Linked DNA regions of Cricetulus griseus: region 1 is linked to region 2. A link is a contact called in public Micro-C data. All regions are on one chromosome and are shown on one strand. The core of a region is the stretch at or near the end of the contact, and the rest is flanking DNA. Distances in the headings are between cores, read along the strand shown. Region 1 holds the start of Ncoa7 (nuclear receptor coactivator 7). Region 2 holds the start of LOC100774416 (tRNA (guanine(10)-N2)-methyltransferase homolog).

What was found. Hi-C and Micro-C count contacts between places; a contact is called where the count stands out from the background.
Region 1: a contact with region 2 is called in a Micro-C map of the CHO-K1 cell line, with 7 times the contacts expected there. The contact joins the promoter of Ncoa7 here to the promoter of LOC100774416 in region 2. A contact is called at or near these places in 7 of 8 Hi-C or Micro-C datasets (the CHK-Q cell line, the CHL-YN cell line, the CHO-K1 cell line and 3 more).

What each region holds. Positions count from the first base shown.
Region 1 is chr2:249,093,306-249,096,005 of CriGri-PICRH-1.0, forward strand. Ncoa7 (nuclear receptor coactivator 7) reads right to left here and starts at 1,341. Exons shown (of 16, transcript XM_027398425.2): 1 at 1,025-1,341.
Region 2 is chr2:248,927,814-248,930,702 of CriGri-PICRH-1.0, forward strand. LOC100774416 (tRNA (guanine(10)-N2)-methyltransferase homolog) reads right to left here and starts at 1,337. Exons shown (of 16, transcript XM_027398419.2): 1 at 945-1,337. The coding sequence starts at 1,127.

The sequences.
Region 1 (2,700 bases), core at 91-2,590, 170 kb after region 2:
ATCCCGCTTTTTAAAAAATGCAATGACATAGTCTACTCCAGCTAGTAAAAAGGCAACGGCCTCCTCCCCAAGGAAGCCGCGCGCCAACCTGTCCTTCCAAGCACCCCCACGCCCTACCCCGAGGGTCCCCAGAATGTTGGCGGGAAGGGTCCAGCGCCCCTGCGCCCCTGCGCCCCAGCTCGGTCTCGACTGTTCCAGCAAAGCGTTTCAGGTCTCCCGGGGGCTGCGCTCAACGCCATTAGCACACCTCGGTGTGCTGGCAGCCCAGGAGGGAGGCAAGTTTGGGGCTGCCGGTGGCGGTGCCGGTTCTCCTTGGCCGCAGCATCAGCAGCGGGTGGCCTCCAAGGCCGGGCCCCGCCTCGGCCACCTACCTACTGGGCGGGGGCTCCGCGGCTCGGGGCGAAGTGGCTCGGGCGCACGCATTTCTGGGAGCGGTGGCCTCTGCTGCTGGGCGCGGGGAGCGCATCCTCCGGGGTGGGAGGAGGGGAGGGGACGGCGGTGGGGAGCGGGGGGGGGGGCGGAATCGTGTGCCGAGGAGGAGCCAAGGGAGGCGACAGGAGCGGCGGGGTGCGCTCCTGCGGGGTCCCCAAGTCCCGGATCTGCCCGGAGCTGCCACCGCCGGGATGCTCGAGGCCTCGCCCAGGTGCCTGCAGCGGCGCCCACCGTCAGGCACCGGCCGCGCTCCGGGCGGAAGGCGGGGAGCTGCGGTGGCGCGACGCCCGCCCGGCGCCCGCCTCTAGCTCCGCCCGACTCGGGGCGCGCGCTGCGCTCGTCCGCTGAGGCGGGGGCCCGAGAGCTCCGCGGCCAGGCTAAGCGGTTCGGGCTGCAGCCACGGCATCTTGCCTGCCCGGTGTGACCTCGGGGCGGCAGGCGGAACAGTCCGAAGTGGCGCGGGTTCCCCAGCACCCGGCCCGGCGGCTCCGCCCCGGAGAGCTGCGCGCGCGGCCTCCGCAGGCCTGGGCCCTTTGTGACGCTGCCCGGGGCGACCATCAGGCCATATGTGTACCGGGAACCGTCTGCTTACCTGGCCCCTAATCGCATCCCCTCTAGCTACGGTCTGGATCTTGGAGGGAAATGAAGCTTAGGGGTACAGCAGGAGTTAGAGCACCTGCTGGAGTCTTAAAATCCCTTTACTTTCCCTTCCAGCTCTAGGACCACGGGCCACCATAAATTCATCCTTCTGTCTTTTCCGGCATTGCCTTTGGCAACCGGGCCTACTATCTTCTCCCTCTCCGGTCCCCGGTTCAACATCCTGTAAGCTGCCAAATTGCAATCATTATAGCCAAAGCAATGTAGCAATTGGGCGGTCCAGCCAGCTCTTGGCTGAGACTGGAGAGAAGAAGCTCGTTAGGAAGGTTTTTGCATCAGCCCAGGGAGCTGTGCCTGTGAGATCCCTCCCTGGTATTGGATGCCGCTCCCTTTACAGTCCCGTGACGAGCACCGCAAGATGACTCGGAGGATCTGACTGTGAAGATCACTCTTAAATACAGGAAGAAAAAAAAAAAAAAAAAGCTGCAGCTGGTATGATAAGATTGGTGTGTCCGAAGCCATCCACACAGTACATAGCGGCCTCCCCAGGTTGCCGCTGCTGCTTCTTGGTGCTTCTAGTCCTGAGAGCGGAGCAAAGCACTGAACCATAGTGACTTTAGGATTTCAGCTGCAGTGATGTTAGATTGTCTTGCAAATATGGAATCATCTCCTGGTTTGCACTGACCATCAGGAGATTATGACTTCGGGTTTACATCATTATGGTCTGAGTAGGAGAGACCTCTCCTTTTCCTTTAGTCACCTTATTGGTAAAATGACTTAGCCTTTAGCAGGAGAAAAATGGATTCCTAAAATATAGAGATGCTTCTGCGTGGATCAAAAGAAAAGCATGGCTTGAGGTCTCCAGAAGTTTGGTAGTGGTCTCACAATTCTTTGATATGTGCTATTATGGTTTTGAAATCTAAGCTTAATTTTTAAAAATCCAAGAAAACGCACACACACACACACACACACACACACACACACACACAGAAAGAGAGAGAGAGAGAGAGAGAGAGAGAGAGGTGGCATAGTCCTGTAATCCCAGCTCTTGGGGGGGGGCTGAGTTAGGAAAATACAGAATTCAAGGCCAACCTCAGCTACTAACCTAGGCTATATGTTTCCAAAAGCAAAATATAAATTTAAAAAGAAAGGAAAAACATCATGTCAAGTCCAAGTTGTTATAAGATAGCTGAGATTTGGGGAGGGGAGAGTTAGCATCTTGGAGGTCAGAGTGGAACAGGGCAGTGTCTGAGCTGTATTGTCCTGGGTGGGCAGGGGTCACATGATTCAACCCTGTTCTGAGAATGGCTGATGAATCTAAAGCCCCACATAAGTGATAGATATAATGGTTCTGCTATTTTGCCCCAATTCAGAATGACCCCACTGCAGGGATGAAGACATGCATAGTGATGTTAGAGAAAGTTCGGGAAATCACTTGGAAGAAGTACTTGCAGTTTGCTTAACAAAGTGTCCAAATCTTGAGTGCAGTTTCTGCAGAAAATCTTCACTGAGCTCCAGGTACTGTTTCCCCTCTTTTAACCCCTTTTGTGTCCATGAACTCTTAGCTTTGTAGAGGAATAAAGTAAGCCTTGATTTCTTTTCTCTTAGGCAAAGGTATAACTGAGTGTGTGTTTGAAGTGGTGACTATTGCTGAAGAAGTGTTCCTCAGCC
Region 2 (2,889 bases), core at 87-2,586:
AAGACTATGTGGTATGTAACCTTGCTCAAACGAATTCTGAAAAATACAGTAAGAAAACTATACAGAGATCCGTGAAGTGAAGAATTTTCTCTGACCTCTGTTGGAAAAGTTTCCCAAACAGATTCTTCATAATGCTGGTAACTGATTATTCCAAATCAAATAATTTCCTCTGTACTTAATTATATAACTATACCAGACCTTGAATAAGCCCAATCGGTTCAGGTGTTTACAACAAATAAATGTGTGATGACAATTTTAAATGCAAGATGATTAATCGCTCTAAAAAAGATTAACTCTTTACTCGTGATGATGGGGTGTAAAAAAAAAAAAGAGCCAGAGTAAAGGGGGAGTTTTATGGAATAATGATTTACAGGCACGGCAAGACTGCTGCAATCTAGAACTCGCACCAGCTACGATTACCTGCATTTGATCTGCACAGGACTGAACCTGGCAATATCTTGTAATGAAAAGGGGAGGAGCTCACGGTTGGTGCGGGAGGACGAAACACTTTCTTGGGTGGCGTGGCCACTTGAAAGCCATGAGCTGGTAAGTGACGGTTCGACTTCAGATCCAGTCCAGAAACCCCATTCCGGCCTATTTTCAAGCAAACTCAGACTTCTTCCCCAGGCCCATGATCTATTTTCTGCTCGCTGTCACCTCCCTACCGACAGCAGAAGTATGCCGAATTGACAATGACTGACTAGAGAAGAGGGAGCCCCCCCTGTGATAACAGCAAGGGCGCAGAGTGCATTGCGTGGCAAACGGGTGCAGAGGGAGACGTGGGTGCCTGACTCCTATCGCTACCATCTCTCTCAAAAGAGCAGCCAAGGCGCCACTGCAGACCTCTGGGTCCCCGCAGCTCGGCGGGTCCGCGCAGAGCCAGGGGCAGCGGGCAGGGGCGGGAGGTCTGGTTCCCACCCACCCACCGCGCCATCGCCGCCCACCTCGCAGTGCAAGAGCTCCGTGTCGGGTTCCTTCCCCGCCGCGATGCGGCAGAACACGCAGGCGCTGTCGTAGTCCCCGGGCTCCGAGGTCCCGGGCGAGGACGCCGCAGGTCCCGCTTTGGGGGCTGCCACACTGTCAGGAGGAGCCCGGTCCCCAGCTAGGTCCGCTTGCTTCTCAGCCATGGCGGCCGAGAGGCACGTCAAGCCCAGCCCAGCTGAGGAGGGCCCGCCGCGCCCGCGCGCGCGCGCGACTGCCGGCCCAGGAGTCGCCGCCCCTGCCTGGCCTTCCTAGCGACAGCAAGCTGGCGCTCGGGCAGCGCCACACTCCGGGAGAGGGAGCCGAGCGACGGCGCGCGGCCTCGGACCCGGCCTCCATTAGAGGGCGAGCGAGGACGTCTCCAGGACCCGCCCCTCCCCCGCGCGGCGCGCCGATGATGACGCGCTGCCGCGCCGATGATGACGTGCTTGCTCAGCCGCGGGAGCCCGCTACCCCAACGCCTTGTTCCGCGCTCGCTGCCTGAGGTGCTTGGGAGTTGCCAATGACCTTGGTCTAAAGTGCAAGGGCGTTGTTCACCGCTTCTCTGCAGTGGCGCTGCCATCACGAAAAGAAACAGTACAAAAGAAAAGTTTGGTTTTTTTAAGGCTTTAAAAGGACGAGCAAAGTCAATGTCCCGTGTTTGCCGTGTACTTGTTCGGCCACAGTAATTTCAGGGTCTGAAACTAAAAAAGGCCAAACTGAACTTCACACCTGTTTATTTTTTGTCGTGGACGGTACAGTGTAAACCCAAACAAGGATCTTTCCCATCGCATATATGTCACGTACAAAGAAAAGACAGTACTTCAGGAGTTCCCCGCTAGCTCTTGGGCTTGTATGATTTGGTTGGTTCATTGCAAGAATGTTCTCTTCCTCCCCTAGGATTTAGAAGTGGGGAGAATTTGGTAACAATTATGCCCGCTGAGAAAGTACCTTAGGTGTGATTTGACCTCAGCTTTTACAATACATAGCTGAACACCAAATATGCACTGTTTCTTTAATTGTGAAGCTGCCCAAGAATGATTTTTTTTTTTACTTACAGCTCTACAGAAAGAAATAGATTCAGAGTTTTTTTCCTGTCACATAAATGATGACACAGTTCAACATTTATGGATTCTAGAATCCATAGAAATTTTTTGTTATTGTTATACACTTTTGTTTTGAGATGAGGTCTGGATGAGTAGCCAAGGCTGGCCTTACCTGGGAGTCTTCCTGCCTCAGCCTCATAGTACTGTGCTGGCCACGCTTCTCTTTTGAGGCTGAAATTTTACATGGAATCTTATTATAATAGTTGTGACACTGGTGCCTGTTGATTTAATAACAACAATAATAGTTACTTAGTGTGATATTGCATTCTGTAATGATGTTAGGTGAATTAGGCAGTTGTCCAAAACAGTAACATATGTTAGGTAAAAGTACATACACGTTCAAGACACGTTTCATTCACTTTGTAGTTAGCCACCTGGGTGGAGAATCACTATAGTAGCTTCACAGATCCTCAGAAGGGGAGATAGAATTCAGAATCAGAAAATTAGACCTTGCCAAACTTAAGTATTATTATTTTCCTTTTGTGTTTTATGCCTGTATGTATTATACATAATATATTATACCTATATTATTATATATTTTATGTATAAGTACACAAATATGTTCTTATTTGTATATGTACTTGGGTACTTGTGCTGCCTCTTGGACCGTGGGAAGGAGGTAATGTACAGATCTTTTTGTGGCTGTAAAAGCCTTTTCAGCACGGCTTTCTTGACATTTAAAGCCATTGAGTTGACCTTGGCTTTGAGAAGGGAAGGAGCTTCATTCTTCACTCTTGGTGCTCTCATAGTGTAAAGGTAGAAGTACACATTCTGAAACTGTCTGATGAACAAAAGCAAGTCTTTCAGATTCCAGAGGGAAAAA